Regions from separate parts of the Sus scrofa genome. Here region 2 is linked to region 1. Evidence: chromatin contacts called from public HiChIP or PLAC-seq data. All regions are on one chromosome and are shown on one strand. Each heading gives the region's core, a stretch centred on a gene start, on an enhancer-like site or on the middle of the called end of the contact. The rest is flanking DNA. Distances are from core to core; before and after follow the strand shown.

Region 1 (4,599 bases), core at 1,807-4,306:
TATGCTTGTCTCCCTTCTCCTTTATGCCCTGCAGCTGGGAACATTTACATCCATAATTTTTCTAAGCTCTCTTCTCCTTGTCCACCATCCCCCATTACCTATCTACAAGTACGAAGTAGATATTCCTGACGAGAAGGTCAAATTAACCTCAGGAAATGGAATCCCCTCCTCTCCCCTCCTCTGCACACTCGCCATTATCGTTCAATTCAATCCAATGTTGACTGACCGCCTATTCAAAGTGCAAGGCACATTTCAGGGAAATTAAAAACAAACAAACAAATTCATAATACAGGTCACCGACTGTGCTTCCTTCCAGAATATCCTGGGCCTGTAGCAAACTCAGGTATCTTCCTACGGGTGAGATCTCACTGAACTGTTTACTTCAGGAAAAAGCCTAGGGCTTGGTGGGGGGGGTGTGCTTGGGAAGGCAGCCTAGGGTTTGGGAGGGGACCACACCAACCTCCATCACCCCAGGGCATCGCTTCATTCCTCAGAATTGGGGGTGGTTTTGTTTTCACACCCACCCCCCGTGCTTTGGTGCGTGCACATCTAGGTGGAAGTAACACAGCAGTCATGGAGCCTGGAGGTTCTGCAGGACCAAAGGCTCCTCTGACATGGTGGCCAACAGTGGTCCCTCACTCTGAGTTGCCAATCCCCTCCTTTTAGGGGGGCAGTCGGTGTTCAGCACAGCTAGGGTGGGGTCACCTCTACCTGCCTAATTCTTGGCTTTCCTTCTTTGGCCAGCTCCTTGCCGTCTTCTCCTTGCTCTATATTGCCCTCAGATAGGCAAATACCCCTCCTCTTCAAGGCCCACCTTCTGTGAATCCTGGCCCATGACAGCCTTCTGGGGGGAGGTGCAGGGGCAGGAAAGGAAGCAGCAAAACACATGGCCGTGTTTGTTGATCTGCACCAGCGCTCCATCAGCTTCTTCAGGTCAGGGAGACACTGGTAGGGCCTCTCCCCAGGGCTTCTGCCCTATGGCGCAGTCTCAAGAGCTGAAATTCCAAGCTATTTTTTTTTTTCCCTAGCAGTTGCCGGGGTTACTTGGAGTGGTATGTGAAGGACTTGAGACGATTGGCAATGCTTAGAAGACGAGAAGCAGGAGGATCTTGTTGGGGATGCGAAGCCAGCAGACAAGGGGCCTGTGAAGAGGCCAGGGCCCTGAGGTGGAGCACCTGGCTCCCGTGTGGGCCCCCCGCTATAGAATGAGTGACCTTTGAAGTGGTCCGGGTTCCCTGGGGAACAAAATGACCGTAATAATACTGGCCTCTTCAGGCGCGCAGGGGCTCCTGGGCCAGGATGGGTAAGCATTATGAGCCTCCTGGGCCTTTCACATTGTGTGCCCAAGGCCACTGCTTACCTCACAGCGGAGCTATTCACCATGGGCTCACTTGAGGTGGCTCCTTGATCCTCTGTTATGGGACTCTGCGACTTGCCAGGAGGGCCTCTGCGATTGCAAAGGGGCCCGTGCATGGGCTCTCCAGCCACCTCCCCCCCAGCCCCCCGAGGGTTTCCAGGATGGAAAGAAGGCAGCCCGGCTGGGGTGGGAGCGCTAGCAGGACGGGGCAGGGAACACGCTGCTCCCCGAACAGAAAGAGAGGAGAGAAACAAGTCAAGTTCCCCCCTGGGCACCCCCCCGCCCCACCCCCGGCCAGGGGAACAGAGCCAAAGAGCTCAAAGGAGCGCTGGGAGGGGTTAAGGAAGGCCTCCTGCCCGCTTGGAGAACTGCTGACAAGGAAGACACACACCTTATCAGGAAGAACGAGAAGCAGAGAAACACACACGTATTTATGCAAACACCCTTTCAGCCTCTGACAAAGTCTAATTCACCAAGCCAGGCAGGCAGAGGGCATCATTTCATCTCCACCTCTGTCTCCGTCTCTCTCAGCTGAGGACAGCGTCCCCATGACCCCAAACGGGTAGTAAGGCAACAGGACGGAGCAGGATGGCAGCTCTAGACCCGGCCAGAGTGTCACAAGCCACGGCCTCTGTTCTCCCTGACATCCAGAGCTGGCTGTGTGCTGCGCAGGGGCCATAGGTGACAGGGTCTTGGGGGCAGCTCGGAGTGGCAGTCAGGTGGATACAGGGGAACCAGCGTACTGCTTCACACCCTATACCGGGCACGGGCAGTGCCCATGCTGCCAGGTCGACAGTTTTCAAAGCTGTCAATCACACGCTCAAGTGAAAGTGAAATAAAAACAAGCACCATTTGTGCACAATCACGCGAATGCCTAAGAAATGATTGCCACAGCCTCCTCACGCGGACAGTTCTGAGGAGATGCTATTTGCGACCGATGACCTGAGAAGTATGATTTGAAGGGCACCGAGGAAAAATTCCTCCCAGGGCAAGCTGTTTGCCTGACTGGACGACTGCAGTGTCTACCAACGTCATCCTCCGAGTCACACCTTTGGGACCTAATGGAATTCTTTACACTTGGAGGAATTAGGGAAGTTTTTTTCTGCCAATGCTAAAGGCCCGGGGAAAGTGTCGCATTCTGCCACTCTCAGTGGTAAACGCTTAAATAAGGGTGAACTGAATTTTCGCATGACTTTCAACAGAGTCATCAGTGGCCGATCAGCATCGGCAGGTGACTAAACACACAGCAGGTTGACCTCACCGATGGGCTGCGGAGGGAAAGGAATGGGCCCGGATGAGGAGAATACCGCTGTCCTGGGCCCCAGCCCTAGAAAACCTAGTGGAATAAGTCTATGGGTTGGGAAGGGTGCGTTCGGGAGATGTGGATGCAACTCTTGTGGGCCTAGTCTGTGGCACTGCTTCTGGGAACCACTGGCCTATAGGTGACAGCCAAGACAGGGTCTACATGAAGCGCGCCCATCGCGCCAAGGTCACCCCCCCCCCCACTTTGTAGGACTCGCCATGACAGGGTTTGGCATATCCCGGACCCGATGTCTGTTGAGCCATCTCTTGTGCACTCAGGCTCAGCTAGCTCTGTGCCACTCACGCCTGAAAACTGGAGCAGAACTTGAACGAGAGCTGCCATGGGAAGGATAACCGAAACCTGCTCGGATGTATAAATCAACCTTTGGCAAATGTGGCTTCTCAGTTAAGAGGAACAGATTGCTTCTGAGACACTTCACAGCTGTCGCTGGGAACTCGTGGCCTGGGAGGTTGGAGGCGTGGGGGGCGGGCATCAGAGGGCAGGAAAACAGAAGAACCGAGGGGGTGGGGAGGGAACGGGGAGGGGCTGATTTTTCTCCAAGGGCAGAGTCTGTTCAATTAACCAGCCCTACCTCCCGTCTACAAAAGCCAGCTCTCCTCCAGCCCTGTGGCTGTCACCGGTCAGACATGGATCCCTTCCGAGGTTGGCTGGAGGGCTGTGACTCATTCCCCCTCAGGAGCTTTGCTGGGGCTGACGACAAAGATTTGCCGGGACCTCTGCAAACGGTGGCCATGCCCTGGCCCCGCCATCCTCACTCCTTCCCATGGCTTGTGAGCGTCTCCTGGGCAAAGAGGTGGCCCCTGCAGCTCACTGGTTCCCTTCTCCCAAGGGAGGGCCAAAGGGGAATTTGCTGCTCTCTCTGGTACGCATCCGGCCTGTGTTTTGCTATTTTCTTTTCTTTTTATGTTTAATTTACATGGCCTGCTAGGTTTGGGGCTTAAATAAACAAAGGTTATGCTTCCCCCAAGGCCTGGACTTCCTGGTTGCCTGTCAGCAGCAGAGTGACCCTTTTAACCTCGTCTCTTGCTCCTTGGGACAGGCAGGGATCGGGGTGGGGGGGGGGAGGAAAGGTACTTGGGGTCAAAAGCCTGGGAATTCTCAGGGCCAGCCTCAAATACCAGCCCCTCGCCCTTCTCCACACGAATGTGAAGTCCTGAAGCTGCTTTACCAAGCACGGACTTCTTTTAAAGTCTACTGCAAGTCTCTAAGGGTAAAGAGACAGAAAACTCAAGGTATTTGCATCGACTGTTTGAAAAAAATCTACTTACAAATGTCTTTGTACCACCACGCAAAGACAGAAGAGCCCAGGTCTGGGCGGGCAGAGCCTTGACAGTGAGCGGCCTTCAAGGCCTATAGACTGAGCCGAGCGCAGTGGGCCTGCTCGGGAAAGGCTTCCTGCCAAAGCTCATACACCTTAAAAAATAAGAGGAACACTGGTCCCTGTGTCCTGGGATAGAGCTCTCACAGCAGAGTAACGAATCCTGGTCAACAGTTGTGACATCCTGTTATTTGCTAAAACTAATAATGCCATGGAGTTTGTTGACAGAGTTGCAGAAAAGCTAAAGTAAATATGGAAACTGAGGAATGGCCAAGCATAGACAGTTACAAGCTCAGCAGTTGAAAAGAGAAGTCTCAAAGTCTGGCATTTCTGACTCCCCGTCCAGTTCCAATTTGTTGTGTCCAGACTTTCACAAGTCATCAATACAGCCTATGGGGACCGGGTCATTTGAGGGATTGCTGTTCAAATGGAATCAGCATTAAACTTTTTTTTTTTTTTTTTTTTTTTGCTTTTTTAGGGCCACACCCTTGCACTTGCAGAAACTCCTTGCACGTCTTGGGGCGGCGGGGCCTGAGCACAGTCAGGAGACCATCCAGAGGCATCTGTCGTGTCACCGGCTGCTTTCTCTCCAACAATAGG
Region 2 (4,620 bases), core at 498-2,997, 50 kb after region 1:
CGATTTCTAGAAAGTCTGACCCGCACTCCAACCCACGCCTGCAACCCACACGGATTCATTCGCCCTCAGGTCCTAGAATGCTCTTCGGGGCTGCTTTTAGCCCTCGCTGGCTCGAAAGTGAAGGCTGGGACCCATGGAGGAGGCGAGGGTCCCACCACCTAGAGTTTCGAGAAATTCTCACAGGTCTCTAATTTTTTCTTATTCCCCACTCTGCCCCACACCACCAGCAGCTTAATTTGTCTGGACATTCTGCTTGCCCTCACCGGAGGCAGTTGGGGCCACTCAGGAAATTTAAAAACCCTTGCAGTTTCCATCCGAGTTTGCATATTTAGAAAAAGGCTTTTGAGAAGGGGGGAACTCGGGATCCCAAGGGCATCCACCTCGGAATCTGCAAAGTGGCTGTAGAAATGTGGGCACTGGGGGGAGAAAGTGCTGCCAGCTCCCCCCAAACCGTCTCGGGCTCTGTCCACCTTCTGGGCGCCAGCATCTCCCTAGGAGGGCTTCTTGCAGGCACCTTTCAAAAACAGCATCCGCCAGGCCTCCCCTCAGGGGCACAGGAATCCAGGTGGCCAGCCTCGGGGTCGGGTCGGCCACCGCAGCCCGGGTGAACCTGACCTCCCCAGCCCACCCCCCCCGGACTTCGTGGTGGCCCCTTTTGTGCGAGCGGAGGATCCAGCAGAGGCCGGTGCGAGCCGGGACCGTGTGCCGCCGCCGCCCCCCCCCACGCCGTGTGCCCCGCCACCCACCTGTGGAAGAAGAGCAGGATGGAGAGCATGGTCTGGTCGATGTTGCGGTTGCAGATGCCCTCGTTGATCAGGTAGCAGGGGTCCCGCAGCACGGGCTCTAGCGAATCCTGCCGCATTATGCTGTTGAGCTTGTCGGTGTTGAGGTTCTCGAAAATCAGCTTCTCCTGCAGCTGCCGAAAGTTGCTCACGGTGGGGCTGCCCGGGTTGTTGTTGTCCCCGCTGCTGTCGCGCTGGAGCCCGCTCCGGTGGGCCAGGTCCAGGCAGCAGTTGCAGCAGTCGAGGCCGACAGGTGAGCGGCAGTCGGTCTTGGGCTGGGCCATCTTCTCCGCCTCAGGGGCCGCCTGGCCCGCGCGGTCAGGGGCGGCCGGCAGGTGCGCGCCCGCCGGGCCGGCCTGAGGGGACTCCAGGGTGTCTGGGAAAGACAAGCTGTGAGGAGAAGAGTTGTCAATTAGCGCCGAAAGCCGGCCACCCTCGGCTCGGCCCCCTTCTGGCTGCGCCGGCCGCTCGGGGTGCGAATAGAAACAGCTGGACAAACAGCTCTGAGCGGATCCTTCGGGCTCACTTCCTCCTCTTCCTCCTCCTCTCCCCCCTCCTCCTCCTCCCGAGGCCGGGGCCGCCCCCCCTGAGGTGCCACACGCGGCCCCTGCGCCGTCCCAAGTTTCCCAAGTGTGAGCGGGGCCCGGGGCGGACCTGTGGCAGCAGGAAGGGCGGGCGGCGGGGCAGAGGGAGAGCCGGGGCGCGCCCTCGCTCCCTCCCTCCCGGGCTCCCTCCCTCCCTCCCTCCCTCGCCGCCGGTTCGCTGGCTCGCCCGCTCTCGGGCTCCCCGGGGCTGCGCCGGCGGAGCGGTGGCAGGAGCCGAGCGCGACTGACTGAGCGAGCGAGCGAGCGAGCCGCGCGCCCGGGAGTCGGCGCGGGGCTTGTGACAGCATGCAAATGACCCCCGGTGGGCCGGCGGACCACGCGGGTCCGCCGCTTCCCCGGCGCGCGCCCCGGAGCCGGCGCGGTCCTGCCCCCACGCCGCCCCGCCCCCGCCCTCCGCTCCCGCACGGCCGCTCGCACCCTCGCCCGCGCGCCCGGGAGCCCCGCTCGGCTCCCCCTCCCTGCGCGCGCCGCGCAGCTCCCCGGCTCGGGCTCTCGCGCCGCGGCGGGCGCATCCTCGGCCAGAGATTCCCCGGGAGCCGGGAGCCGGGAGCCGGGAGCCGCGCCACCGGGGGGTTCGAGCTCGGCGGGCGGGCCGAGTTGCCTCGTCCCGCCGCGGCCGGGGCCCTCTGCCGCAGAGACGCCGCCTTCTTCGAGAAGCGGGGTCGGGGGCGGGTGGGGTGCCGAGAGAGCGGCGGCCTCGGCCCGGAGCCTGAGGGCGTCCGGCACGCGTCGGCAGGTCCCCAGACGGGCCTGAGACGAAAGTCACAGAAGCCGGCTCAACCGCTCCCCGGTTTTTGTCCCTGCCTCCTCCCTTCACTCATCTCCCCCTTTCCGCCCCCTTTGCTCGCTCTTCTCTTCCCCGAACCCCATCCGAGACATCAACGTCCCGGCTTCCGGCAGTGCCAGCCCCTTAGCAGGCTTCTGCCGCCCGCTGCCCCCCGCCCCCGCTCCCTCTCTTATCTCCATTTTCGCCCCCCGCTCCCCCCATCTTCCTTCTTTTTGCCCTTCTCCATTCTTCCTCTCATTTATTTTCCTTGTCTCCTCTTTCTTGACTCATTTCTGGTCTTGCCTTTCTTTCTCGCCCCCGTCTTATTATTTTTTTTCTCCTTTTCTCTATGTCCTCGTTCACCCTACCCCCAAGTCCTCTTACCCCCCTCGGTTTCTTTCTTCCCCCTTCCTTTCCCGCATGTGATTGCCCCTCTCGCTGACGCACCCCTCTTTCGCCTCAGTTTTGTCCCTTCCTCCCCACTTCACTCAGCTTCCCCCATCTTTCCAAACTTGCGCTCCCCTCTCTTTTCTGATCCCCCACCCGCCTTAGGTGATCTCTGTCCTTACCCTTTCCAGAGGTGGGGTGATTGGATGTTTTGGGGCACTGGGGGGGATGTCCTGACGCTCTTGGCTCTGAGGAGAAGGTGAGTCTGAAGCGGAGCTGAGGTGAAAGGGCAGGTTTGTGGAGAGCACGGCAGGTTGCTGCTGTGGGTCAAACCCCAGCTTTGTGAGAGCTGGGGATGTGCGGGGTTGATAAGTGGTAGGGTTCCCGCATGTCTCAGGACTTGGAGACTTAGAATACTTTGAATGCGTAGAATTCAGTAATTACTGCCTCCTGAAAAAAATTCAAAATATTCATGGTGTTCAGCTTTCACTGAAAACTCAGACGGATTTCAGTTGCAGCCAATACTCCCCACCCCCCCATCAGCTCGCTTCTTTCACCCGCCCAGGGCGCTGGCAATAGAGCAGTATATACTGCCATCTTGTGGTCAAAACGTGGAACGTTTCCTGCCGGAGTCAGATCTTGCAGAGACGCCTTCGGTGCCCCCTAGTGGAATTGACCCCGCACTGGTCCCGAGAGTAGGAGGAAAGAGGAGGCAGAGGGTCCACACCAAAAGGGCTCCTTGGCCAAGCAGTGCGCCTGGACCCCAGTCAGGGCAGAGCCACCCTTTCTAGTGGAGCTCCACCTGCCTGAGTCCCTACCGATCTGGCTTTCCTAGATTTGGCACACGCTCCCTCCGTGTTCCACAAGCATCACCTCCGTGATTAGGAGCAAAGGGCAGCCAACAATTTCTTGTTTCCAAGGCTCTGTGGCTCTTACGTGGGGCCCGGCCATTTCCCGAAAAGGACAGAGGGCCGTATACTCTCTGCTGTAGGCCCCGGAAAACTAAAAACAAGCTGTATCCCTGGCCCCTGACAGGAAACCAAGATCAGACGTGAAAGAGGCGTTGGAAGGTCACTGACCAGACCAGCAAAGCTGAGAGTATGGTCCCTGTGTTCTCACCGACTGCAGAAGATTCTGCTGGTTCTCTTAAACCCCGGTCCCTTAGATGCGTTATTTTCCCCTTTTCTTCTTCATTGTCTTTTTTTTTTTTTTTTAATGTTCTTGGGTAAAAGCCAGAGGAGGTAGTAGAATATGAAATTTAATATGCATTGTGTAGACTTATAGCCTGCTGAATTGTTTTTTAATTACAGTGTTGATGATTTTCCCTCTTGTTTATAATTATTTTATGTTAAACATTATAACAAAATATATTAGCTCCATAAATGTTTATTTAAGTTGTGTTTTGAGAACTGCTGGGGCCTTTTGCTTCTACACTTGCCCCGAATCCTCTTATCTCTGTGCATAACCTTGGGAGGAAGCCCTGGTGGAAGGATTTCCTTCTTGGCATGTGGCACCTTTAAACTCCAGATTTTGTTCCCTCCACCTTTCCCTTGTTGGAGTCCTTGCTCACAAGCAGCATTGTTAATAATTCAGTGCAGCTCTGCATACTATCTCCAAGCTGATCAAGAGCAAATATAACTTAGAGAGGGACAATCTAGATAGTTCAGAGACGGAGTTCAGAAAGCTGTTGTGTGTTTGCATTTACAAGTCCTGCTTGTATTGACTTCTACCTCCCGAGGAAGGCGGACTGGGCAGGGCCTCCTTGGCTCCTCTCTGTGAAGCTTTGCTCCCATGTATTGTGTTGGATGGAGAGACTCCAAGTAGCACAAAGTTCTTGTATAAACCCAGGGAGTAGAGGGGGGCCCCACTTCCAGACAGAGCTGGTGGCTTTCTGGGTGGAGGAGAAAGGGGAAAAAGGGGGATACCGCTTTCTCAGATGGAATCATCGACAGTCAGGCACTCGCCACTTGCCCTGTGCCAAGTGCAAGGGTTAGTGGAGATTCAGAGGTAAATCAGCACAAGCCCCCAAAGAACTCATGGTCTATTTGGCAACACAGATATGTAAACAGACAAAAGCAAC

The links. HiChIP or PLAC-seq counts read pairs in DNA pulled down with a chosen protein or histone mark.
Region 2: an H3K27ac HiChIP or PLAC-seq map of skeletal muscle shows a contact between it and region 1. The contact joins the promoter of TSC22D3 here to the enhancer-like site in region 1. A contact is called at or near these places in 2 of 5 promoter capture datasets (fetal liver and liver), 25 of 47 Hi-C or Micro-C datasets (alveolar macrophages, blood, brain and 14 more) and 2 of 2 datasets of contacts at active chromatin or transcription factors (alveolar macrophages and skeletal muscle).

The regions. Positions count from the first base shown.
Region 1 is chrX:88,180,280-88,184,878 of Sscrofa11.1, forward strand. The region is part of intron 2 of TSC22D3 (TSC22 domain family protein 3); the gene reads right to left. Among named protein-coding and RNA genes, the nearest start is that of TSC22D3, 51 kb to the right of the region's middle. Within about 2 kb of position 3,057, at least 5 of the 83 cell types and tissues checked have an H3K27ac peak or open chromatin away from gene starts, as enhancers often do. A contact at or near this core is called in fetal liver and skeletal muscle, where this site is marked.
Region 2 is chrX:88,231,836-88,236,455 of Sscrofa11.1, forward strand. TSC22D3 (TSC22 domain family protein 3) reads right to left here and starts at 1,748. Exons shown (of 4, transcript XM_021080824.1): 1 at 1,437-1,748; 2 at 747-1,172. The coding sequence starts at 1,066.